Regions from separate parts of the Mus musculus genome. Here region 1 is linked to region 2. Evidence: chromatin contacts called from public promoter capture Hi-C data. All regions are on one chromosome and are shown on one strand. The core of a region is the stretch at or near the end of the contact, and the rest is flanking DNA. Distances in the headings are between cores, read along the strand shown.

Region 1 (5,968 bases), core at 3,320-5,819, 230 kb before region 2:
TTTCAAGGATCTTGTATAAAACAGTGTGGAATTTCCATGAAATGGATACACAGCATCCAGACACTCTAAACCATCTCTAGGTTACACCTAGAGCATTTTAACAAAATGTAAACACTAGGTAAAACTGTTGCATCTGCCAGCTGGTGGTGGCACACATACCTTTAATCCCAGCACTTGAGAGGCACAGGCAGGTGGATCTCTGAATTTGGAGCCAGCCTGGTCTACAGAATGAGTTCCTGGAGAACCAGGGCTACACAGAGAAACCCTGTCTTGACAAACAAAACAAAACAAAAATTGGTTTAACAAATAATTTGGCAGAGGATTAATTTTTTTCAAACACTGTTAATCTAGGGTAGATTGAATCCATAGCTACAGGACCCACTAATCTTACAGGCACGCATTTGTGCTTTATTCTTACACAGCCTGTCATCATAATTATTATGTCATTTTGACAGAAATGTTTCTTGTGAAGGTACCTTGATTGTCACTTTTCATCAGTGGGGGAGTAATTATCAAAAAAATCTAAGGTGGCTCACAGACAGCCAGGGCAGTGTAAATGGATCTCTACTGCCCTCCAGTGGAAAAGCACTGAGTGTTTCTAGACCTGTTTTCTTCCTTGGCCTGTTCAGAAATGAGCTAGCTGATAAACACCTGGACCTCTTATCACTTGGGAGAGAAATTTCCAAGACAGCCTTTACAACAGGTCTCTCCGAAAAAATGAAACATCATACAATGTTTGACATAGCTTCTCCAGCATCATCTTAGACTTTCTGGAGAAAAACCAACTACCCACAGAGAGTGCAGGGCTGGGGCACTGCATTTACCAAGTGAGCAAAATAACAATCTAACTGACATTTCACAAGGATAGATAGATGTCTCCATGATTAAACTTTTGCTGTTCTTGCAGAGGACCAGGGCTCAGTTCCTAGCACCCATGATAAGCAGCTTACAACTGCCAGTAACTCCACCTCCAGGGGATCAGGTGTTGTGATGGTTTGAATAAAAATGTCCCCCATAGGCTCATATATTTGAAAGCTTAGTCACAGGGAGTGGCATTATTTAGGAAGAATTAGTAGGTGTGGCCTTGTTGGAGGAAGTGTGTCACTGTGGGTGAGCTTTGGGTTTTCAAATGCTCAAGCCAGGCCCAGTGGCTCTCTCTTCCTGCTGCCTGTAGCCCTGGATATAGAACTCTCAGCTCCTTCTCCAGCACCATGTTGGCTTGTGTGCCACCACATTCCCTGCCATGAGGATAATGGACTAAACCTCTGAAACTTTAAGCCAGCCCCAGTTAAATACTTGCTGTTAGAGTTGCCTTGGTCGTGGTATATGTATTCATATATACATACACAAACAAAATAAGTTAAATCAAATTAAAGCAGTACCACAAATGTGCTTTTCATGTAGTGTACAGAAGTTGAACTGGCTGAAGCTTCCACAAATGCTAGTCAAAAACCAAATTGTAGTGGGTATGAATTTTATTTCAGAAACTCAGAAACTCTGAAGTCTCAAGTTTGGATTCATACTACATTACTGAAATTGCTTGTGCAACTTGCTTTGCTTGGTTTGGGGTTTGGGTTTTTGAGACAGGGTTTCTCTGTGTAGCCCTGGCTGTCTTGCAACTCACTCTGTAGTCCAGGCTGGCCTCAAACTCAGAGATCCATCTGCCTCTGCCTCCCAAGTGCTCTGCCTCCCAAGTGCTGAGATTAAAGGCGTGTGCCACCACCACCCAGCCGGTACATCACTCTCCAGTGCAAACCATCTCACAGCCTATCATGCATCATTGTATCTTACTTACTAGAAGACTGTTTTTTATTCTCTGTGAATCTGATAATAGCCAGGATGAGCTTGTACTAAACTATTTAGCTAAATGGGTACTGGAGTGCTATTCTAAAACAAACAAACAAACAAACAAACAACCCACCAGTGCTAGTTACTTTTCTGTTCTGGAAGAAATTATTTTTGCTTTTGGTTCCAGAGGACTAAGAGTCCTTTGTGGCAGGGATCACGTGATGTACAGCAACATTTTGGCGGGGCCACACCATTTCCCCTAACAGCACTGCCACCAGGACCAAGTGTTCACAAACCTAAGGCTATGGGGACATTGCTCATTGAAATCACCACATCGGCTTTTTTCCTTTTTTTATTTTATGTGTATTTCGCCTGTATGTATATCTACAAATCACATATGTGCAGTAGCTGAGCATGCCAGAAGAGGGTGTTGGACCCCCAGGGACTAAAGTTATAGACAGCTGTGAGCTGCCATGTGGGTGCTAGGAACTAAACCAGTGCTGTTAACCTCTGAGCCATCTTTCCAGCTCCCCATCACACCATTTTTTAAATATCCAAACTACACACTAATCTCTTATAGAAAGTGGTTGCTGTAAACCAAGGCTCTGCCTGGTTTTGTACTTTTATTTTACTATGTGTTTATTTGTTATGAACCTGGGCCTGAAGTGTACTAACTAGTTACCACTGATCTACATCAGCGGCCCATCTCATTCTGAGAGGCAGTAATTTTTATTGTGAGCTTACTACCCGTCAAGCATGCTAAACACTATATGACCATTTTAACACAGTGTCTTTCATTTACCCTTAGGCAATTTCATATGTGTAAACAATACACCTTGGCCATGTGCAACCCCCAACTCAGCTCTTCTTTTATCCCCAAGAAACCCCTCCTACTCCCTCCAGGAACCCCTATGTCCTTCCCCAACTCCTCTAGGAACCCTCCACACATCTTACCCTCATGTCCTCTCCTTTTCAGTGTTAAGAACCCAGAGTTCATTCAGTGCCGCGTGTTGGAATATTTACAGGTCTTCTGCAGATAACCATAGCAGCACATGGGGCAATGGCTGTACCATCTGAAAGACAGTATTCCACAGGCTCTGCCCATTTCTCAGCTCTTACATCCTTTCTGCCATTTTTTTTTCAGAGTTCCCCGAGACACCCAACAGTCACTTAGTCTCAGCATTTTCAGTCTCTGCATCAACTGCTGCTTGCTACAGAAAGTGCCTCTGGCTGTGGCTGAGGACAGTACGGATTTGTGGATATACATATAAATTTCTAGAAAGAAGTCTGATAACATGTAATTTAGCAAAACCACAGTAACAGGTTCCTCCCTGTGGCCGTGATGCCCCGAGCCATGGGATTTACAGGACCAGGTTACAGTACCAAGCTGGAATTCCTTCCAGTAGAACAGACCTCAAATCCAAAAGTAATTGGTTGCCCTCATAACCCTACAGCAGCGGGCACATCTTGCCTGGCAAGGTGGTCGGCTGGTTTATCACGGATGCTTCTTTTTCCCTGGCAGGATTCACAGCACCTATGAAAGCCAGTCATCACAGAGAAGCCAGTCATCACAGAGTCATCACAGAGAAGCCAGTCATCACAGAGTCATCACTGACAAGTTTTTGGGTCAGTGCACTTTGATGTCTCTGTGTCCAGCTACCAAAGTATACAGTGTCTCCAGCAATAGTGTCTTACTACTTAGTTTCGGTGGGCAACCAAGTGCAACAGCTATAGCCTGTATTGTTTTAGGGGCTTCTGGGTCTTCCCTGACCATGTCATAGAAAGCTATCCCATGCCTGGCATTGAGATTTTCATCTAATAATGCATGTCTTTTGGGGGGAATCATTTTCCATCCATGCAAGTGTATCTCTTTGAAATTCTGTATTTTAGATTTACTTCTATTTTGGGAGAGTGTTCTACCTGCGTCCGAAAGGGGGCGTGTGGGACTGGAGTTTATTGCAGCTCATGAACTCCCAGGTGAATGCTGGGAACCAAACCCAGGTCCTCTGCAAGTGCTCTCAACTTCTCAGCCATCTCTCCAGCCCCTTTGTATTTTTTAATTAGTTTATAAAGGTAGTGGGTTTCCATAGGGGTTATAGTACTTTGGTCATGTTTTTGCCAAAACGATCATTTAAAATATATTGTCAAGTTAGCAGGGCCTATGCGAACATTATCTCACTTAACATCCTAAGATCCATATTATAGCTGTACAGGCACACGTCTGTAATTCTGAGAGTCTGGGTAAGATCCTGAGGGGGCTGGTGAGATGAATCACTGGATAAAGGTGCCTACTGCCAAGCCTGAGTTAGAATCTCAAGGCCCACATAGTGGAAGAAGAAGACTACCACAAGTTGTCCTCTCCGCTGGTGTTTGAGAACAGCCAGGACTACACAGCGAGACCATGCCTCAAAATAACTAAATGACAACAACATTTTATTATTATTATTTTTAAAACCTATAAATATGGAGTTAGAGACGTGGTCCAGTTGCTAAGCACTGGCTTAAGTGGCTGGGGCACGACTTAAGCACGACTCTCTTGAGCGCTTTCTCTCTGCATGCAGGCGCTGGGACGGCCCTGGGGCTTAGCTGCACAGAGGTAGACCAGTACGGGCCCCCAAGCCCTGGTTCCAAGAGCGTTCCCGCCCACACGCTGCTATTTCTCCGCCAGCGCCTCCCCTCGCAACCAGCCCGGAAAGCCTACGCCCTACCTACCTTCTACCCAACCACAGAGTAGGGCGGGACATCCGCTGGCGCTTCAACTCTCCCGGAAGTGACGTCGGAGTGTCAACATGCAAGATGGCGGCCCATCACCGGCAGAACACAGCCGGGCGGAGGAAAGTGCAGGTATGGCGGCCCGGCTCCGCGGCCTTGGCGACACTGCCGTCGGCTCTGGTACCCCCGCGGGCGGGCGGATGCCTCGGGCCGCGGCTGGCCGGGTTCGACAGCCGGAGGATGGCGGGGCGGGGCGCAGCGGCGCGAGGGGTGGGGCCGGGGCGCCAACGGCCTGAGGTGGCGGCGGGCGGACTGGGCGCGCGGGCCTCGCGAGCGGTCGCGGGGAACCGCCGTCCCGGCGAACCGCCGTCCCGGGACACCGGGCCTGCGGCGGCGCCATGGGCCTGCTGCCCGCTCACCTGCCTCTGCTCTCGGCCGCCTTCCTCCGGAACAGCCGCGACCCGGCGGCGGAGGCCTCGCGGCGCCCGCGGGTGGGTGAGGCCGGGAAGCGAGGGGCCTTGCGGGGGCGTGGCGGGTCCGGGTCGCACGTGGGAGCGCTGTGCTGGAGGAAATGACAGTGTCCCTTCCTTAGCGATGGGCTTTGCCTCCGCCCTCCACCGTCCTCACTATGCATCTTCCGGGCTTCCTTTTTAGTCCTCATCTCCCTAACGTCGGAATCTCCAGTGATGAGCTCGCTGACCCGCACCGTGGGTGCTTTGGGTTTCCCCAAATCACGTTGGTTTGGTGTACGTTTGAGTTTTGCTTGCTGCCTTGTGTGCTGGGGATAAAGCTCGTTTAGCAGAGCCCTTCCTGTCCTGAGCAAGGTTCAAACCCCCTGCTCCACATAAAACCAGGCATGCTTGGTACCCGCCTGTACTTCTAGCGCTGCTTGTGTGTGTGTGTTTCTGTGGTGACGACAGGGGAATCGGAAATTCAAGGTCATCCTCCAGTACCTACCAAGTTTGAGATCAATCAGTCTGGGCTACACGAGACACACTGCCTTAAAAAAAAAAATGCATTCAGTCATTAAAGTGGACTGAGTGCATAGACTTGCCGCACAGAGGAGAAGAGACTAAAAGGGTTTAGCAGTCAGTAAACACTCCACGGATTGAACTCAGTGTTCAGAAGGGAGGGCCAAAGGTGAGTAACCCCAGCATAAGGCTGGAAAGCTGTGGCATTTTCTGAATGAGTGTCCTCTTTATAGTACTGACTTCCATTTGTTGGCCCTGTGTGCTCACTAATGGTTGTTTAATGGTTAGAATTGGGCTGACTGGGAGATGGTCAGTCTGGTGGAAGGCCTGTAGCACAAACATGAGGATCTGAATATCTGCGTCCACGTAAACATCTCTATCCCCTCACTTGAAAAGACGCCTGGCATGTGGGTTGGCACTTGAAATCTCAGCTCTAGGGAGGCAGAAAATGGAGTGTCCCTGAAGCTTGATGGCTGTCTAGTCCTGCTGATTGATAA
Region 2 (5,303 bases), core at 17-2,516:
AAGCGTGACCAAGGACAGCCGCAGGGAGCTAGGCCACTCTATTTTTTCTTTTTTTTAAAGACAGGGTTTCTCTGTGTAGCTTTGGCTGTCCTGGAACTCATTTTTGTAGATTAGACTAGCTTTCAACTCGTAGAGATCTGCTTGCCTCTGTCTCCTGAGTGCTGGCTAGGATTACAGGCATAGGCCACCACTACCTGACCTGAACATACCACTTAATAGATTTTAGAATATTCTGTTTTACTTAACAAGATATCTTGATACACATTCACGATGTGGCAAGTTAAATGCTTTGTTCTTTTTAGTTTTACCGTTTTATATTTATTTTTGAGACAGAGTATGACTATAGCTTCAAATTCATGGTCCTCTTGCCCCAGCAAGAACTGAAGAAACCCAGAGCCTTTCGATGTTAGTACTCTACCACGGAGCTGCACCCACACTCCTCTGGGTTTTTGATCTATTATTTTTGTTGTATGCATATATGGTTATCCTTCAGTATCTGTGGGATTTGTTCCAGAACCACCTATGGATGCCAAACCCATAGATGCTCAAGTCCCTAATATAAAATGGTCTGAGCTGGGCGTGGTGGCACACGCCTTTATTTAGCCCCGGCACTCCGGAGGCAGAGGCGGGCGGATTTCTGAGTTCGAGGCCAGCCTGGTCAATAAAGTGAGTTCCGGGACAGCCAGGGCTGTACAGAGAAACCCTGTCTCGAAAAACAAAACAAAACAAAAATAGTCTGGTATTTTCTAATAACCACAACCCTCCCACAGACTCCAAGTCATCTCTAGATTACTTGAGACATGGAATACAGTAATAAACGCTTTGTAAATAGATGACGCATCCAAATTTCTCCCTGCTCCCTTCAACACTTTTGTAATATCTTACTGGGTAACTACTATTTTGTAGTTCTCAAATGTAGGAAGGAGCCAGTACCAGAGGGGCAGGCGGGTGTGTGCTCCTGGAGTTAATCCTGACATAGGTGGCCCAGCTTGAAGCCTATTCGTCACTCAGCGGACCAAAAGCTACGGACTTTCCACGCTCGCTCCCCCCCCCCCACTCCCCCCCCTCGCCCCAGCTACTTCCGGCCTGGGGTCTGTGCAGCGACTGCAGCCGCGCAGGCGCGGGCCACTTTAACTTCCGCTCCGCGCGCGCTACAGCGGGCCCACTCACTGAATCTGCGCGTGCGCCAGAGGCTTTTTCCGGAGCGGAAGTTCTCCCTTTTTGCTTAGCCTGCTTTGCCATTGGCTGGCTGTGGGTTATTTAAGGACGTCATTTCCGGCCGCCCGTCCTTTCGCGCTACCCGGGGACGGGTCCATACGGCGTTGTTCTTGGTGAGTCTCACGTGGAGCCCTCGGCGTCTCCGGACGCCGCGGGACGCGCGCTTACTAGCTTCCCGCGCCATGGGTGGGCGCGGAGGGCGCCGAGGCTGCGTGTGCCGGGGCGGCTTGGCTCCTGGCGGCAGCGCCACGTGCTGGCCCGCAGTTAGGTGGGGCGGGCGCCACTGCGGGGCCCTTCTGCGGTTCGCGCCACGCTCGAGGGCCCTGTCGGCAAGATGCTGGGAAAAGTGCTTGTGAGGCGCATGGAGATGGGACGGGAACTGCCGGCCAGTCTCGAAATACAACTCCCGAAGCACCCCGATCATGGCCGCCTTTGCGCAACTCTCGGTGCAAAGAAGCAGCTATACTTAAGTAGCTATCCTGTAGTCAGTGTGCCTGCGGAGGCGCTAACTTCAACTGTCCAGTTTTTCTATATGTGCTCTGCTGACAAAGTCACTTTCCTTAGTGACTAGGTGGCCAGAAAAATCGAAAGGCAAGGAGGAATAAGAACACAACCCATTTCAGCTCAGATGATGTGCTGCGCCTAGTGGCATACGCCTTTAGTCCCCCTCTCAGGAGGCAGGGCAATCTTGTGAGTTCTAGTGTCAGAAGAAAAAAGATGAATTTTATTCCTTTTTTAGATTCCCATCGTAACTTAAAGGGAAACTTACACAATGTCCGGAGCCCTTGACGTCCTGCAGATGAAGGAGGAGGATGTCCTCAAATTCCTTGCTGCGGGAACCCACTTAGGTGGCACCAACCTTGACTTTCAGATGGAGCAGTACATCTACAAAAGGAAAAGTGACGGTCAGTTGCCACCTGTGATAGTCAGTTCCTGACTATGGTGCTCTAATGGGTATAGTGCCTGGTAACTGAATGGTTGGTGTTGGAGTGCTACTCTGGCTTGTGATGTAACTAAGAGGATGTGTGGGAAGGGGCCAGAGGTCATGGAGGACTGACTGACCCTGCACACTATTAAAGCTCAGAGTGGAGGCCAGTCTTGGCCAGTGAACTTCTGAGTGTCGGAAGTGTGCTACATTGAATTTATGGCAGGATTTTCGCTAACACCAGTAGAGCTTGCCTCTATGACTGGAGTTTGGTAGTGGTCACTGCCACATGCGTATGCCTTACCTTCCCACAGTGTCCATTCACAAGGCTATGAGGCTAGCAAGCCTGTCTGGGACACCCACTTTAAACTACTTGTTGCTGGGTGTGGTGGTTTCACACCCTTTAATCCTAGTGTTTAGGAGGCAGTCAGGAGTCTGATCAGCCAGGTCTGCAGAGTGACTGCCAGACTTCCTGCCTTGGGAAGCTCCTCAGAGAGTTCCGTTTGCTGGCCTAGGTATCTACATCATAAACCTGAAGAGGACCTGGGAGAAGCTGTTGCTCGCAGCTCGAGCTATTGTTGCCATCGAGAATCCTGCTGACGTCAGCGTCATCTCCTCCAGGAACACTGGCCAGGTTTGTGGCATGCATGTGCTTTTGTTTGGGGGTCAGTAATCGATAGAGTACATTGGGCATACAAAGCAAAGTATCCAACGTGGACAACCCAGGAGGTCACTCTCCCTGGGCTCTGTCCTAGTGGCATAGGGGAGCATAGGCCTTGCCCAGTGACGTACAGTCCCTTTCCACGGCGTTGGAGATGAAGCTGGGCTTTGTGCCCGCGCCTGCATATTCCTACGACTTCTCAGAGTCCTGTGGACAGTGACTGAGGAGGCAAACCATGCAGGAAACAGTGCTGACTCGGTGGCAAACAGAGCTTTGTGTTAGAGGAAATTGGTGCTGACTTAAGGGAAAGGCAACGTCAGACACAAACAAAATAGCCAAGTTAAGTCTTTGTTAACATGTATATCAGTTGATAAAACAATGAGATATGAACTGTTGAGATAGTTTTGGTACGTGGTGGCTTAAAACCATCCATAGTTCTGTTCAAGGAGATCCAATACCAAACCACCATGTGTGGGGGTGATATACTTTTGTACATTGCAGGATAACCACTCCTAAATTAACTAAAGAACTATCCACAAACAGAGGAGGGGGGGTGATGAGCTTGCTCTGTGTTCGGATAAATTTGTCAGGTGTTTGCTGAGTACCTGTAACTGTCCTTTGGGGGGCTTGGGCATGTGAGAAACTTGAGTCAGGTGCCTCACACTAAGGCATCATGCAGGTGTTACAGTTAGCCTAAGAATGTGCTTCAGCACAGTACTTTGATGCTTTGGTGTTTGATAGGTGACTAGAAGTGGGTATCAGCAGTTTCCTCGTGAAGCATGCATGATAATGCTGACTCAATCTCCCTTCAAAGCGAGCTGTGCTGAAGTTTGCTGCTGCCACAGGAGCCACTCCGATCGCTGGCCGCTTCACACCTGGGACCTTCACTAACCAGATCCAAGCAGCCTTCAGGGAGCCACGGCTTCTAGTGGTGACCGATCCCAGGGCTGACCATCAGCCACTCACAGAGGCCTCTTATGTCAACCTGCCCACCATTGCTCTGTGTAACACAGATTCTCCCCTGCGCTATGTGGACATTGCCATCCCATGCAACAACAAGGTACTTGGTCTTGCAGAGCTGACAGAGGCACTGGGGAAGCCTTCACCGTCCCCTGCACATTGTTAGAGCTTGGAGTTGAGGTCACACGCTGGTCGATGAACTCACAAGTGTAGGTAGTGTGCTAAAAGAGTGGCAAGGTTTTCGCTAACACCCCACTCTGGTCCAGTGAGTGGGGTTTGATAGTAACCTTTGCTACAAAATTGATGCATGAACTGAGCCTGTGTGTTCTCATAAGTGAATGTTAAGAGATTTGTTAGTGTTTGGGGGAAGGGGGTCATTTTGTGTGTGCCCAGTGTATTCCTGTACCTCGGGCAATGAGCTGCCATTTGGGTGTGTGGAATCTAAGACTTGGGCTGGTGACATGAGTCGGGCTGGCTTGTGTTTAATAACTATCCTCCTTACAGGGAGCTCACTCAGTGGGTCTGATGTGGTGGATGCTGGCCAGGGAAGTACTCCGCATGCGAGGTACTATCTCCCGTGAGCACCCCTGGGAGGTCATGCCTGATCTTTACTTCTACAGAGACCCAGAGGAGGTAAGGCTTTCTCTAGTATATGCTGGGGCCACAAGGGATGGGCAGACCTTGGTTCTGGTTCAGTGAAGCTAATTTTGTCCCTTCTGTGCTTTTAAAAAACTAGATTGAGAAGGAGGAGCAGGCTGCTGCTGAGAAGGCTGTGACCAAGGAGGAATTCCAGGGTGAATGGACCGCACCAGCTCCTGAGTTCACTGCTGCTCAGCCTGAGGTGGCCGACTGGTCTGAGGGTGTGCAGGTTCCCTCTGTGCCCATCCAGCAGTTCCCCACGGGTGCGTATCAAGGCCAGGGCATCAGGCTGCCAGGGAGCTTTTACAGTGTGGGGTTGTGAGAGATTGGCGAAGCTTCAGTGGCCATGAGTGACTCTGGGTGACTTCAGTGGCTCCTGACACTGGATGGGCGGGCGGGTGGATACACTGTGTCTTGACACTGCTCTTGGGGTAATTTGGGGAAAGTTATACTCCTTTCCTAGAGCTGATGATTTTTTTTTTGTACTTTCTTAACAGAAGACTGGAGTGCACAGCCAGCCACTGAGGATTGGTCAGCAGCTCCCACAGCGCAGGCCACTGAGTGGGTTGGAGCCACCACTGAGTGGTCCTGAGCTGCTGTGCAGGTGCCTGAGCAAAGGGAAAAAAGATGGAAGGAAAATAAAGTTGCTAAAAGCTGTCTTATGGTCCTCACTGCAGACTGTACCTGGATTGGCATTTGGCTATACAACAGAGGCATGGTCCTACTGACATGTTTTGTGTTGAATACTTAAGCATGTGAACACATGGGTTTTTTTTTTTTTTAATGTAAAATGTAGTAACACAATGTTTAGGTGGCTTTGGTGTTAGCTCTGGAGACTTCATGTGTCATCTAGGTGAGGTGTTCTTTAACACAGGGTCTCTGTTCTGTCATGCCTCATAG

What was found. Promoter capture Hi-C pulls out the DNA fragments that hold promoters and counts their contacts.
Region 1: a contact with region 2 is called in a promoter capture Hi-C map of neural stem cells. The contact joins the promoter of Wdr48 here to the promoter of Rpsa in region 2. A contact is called at or near these places in 8 of 39 promoter capture datasets (the 3T3-L1 cell line, cranial neural crest, erythroid cells and 4 more), 8 of 484 Hi-C or Micro-C datasets (CD4 T cells, centrocytes, double positive thymocytes and 3 more), 3 of 115 datasets of contacts at active chromatin or transcription factors (the 230-238 cell line, effector CD8 T cells and large pre-B cells) and 3 of 9 other capture datasets (adipose tissue, liver and pancreatic islet).

The regions. Positions count from the first base shown.
Region 1 is chr9:119,890,326-119,896,293 of GRCm38.p6, forward strand. It overlaps Wdr48 (WD repeat domain 48), which reads left to right and starts at 4,570. Exons shown (of 19, transcript NM_026236.3): 1 at 4,570-4,632. The coding sequence starts at 4,585. Gm2449 (a long non-coding RNA gene) reads right to left here and starts at 4,587. Exons shown (of 7, transcript XR_871350.2): 1 at 4,501-4,587; 2 at 3,202-3,322; 3 at 2,743-2,861.
Region 2 is chr9:120,126,500-120,131,802 of GRCm38.p6, forward strand. Rpsa (ribosomal protein SA) reads left to right here and starts at 1,267. Exons shown (of 7, transcript NM_011029.4): 1 at 1,267-1,331; 2 at 1,958-2,123; 3 at 2,659-2,777; 4 at 3,619-3,864; 5 at 4,269-4,397; 6 at 4,501-4,666; 7 at 4,901-5,303. The coding sequence starts at 1,991. The coding sequence ends at 4,995. LOC115485682 (a small nucleolar RNA gene) reads left to right here and starts at 2,281; the gene lies at 2,281-2,436. It overlaps Gm26448 (a small nucleolar RNA gene), which reads left to right and starts at 2,852; the gene lies at 2,852-3,054. Snora62 (small nucleolar RNA, H/ACA box 62) reads left to right here and starts at 3,935; the gene lies at 3,935-4,064. It also overlaps Gm5922.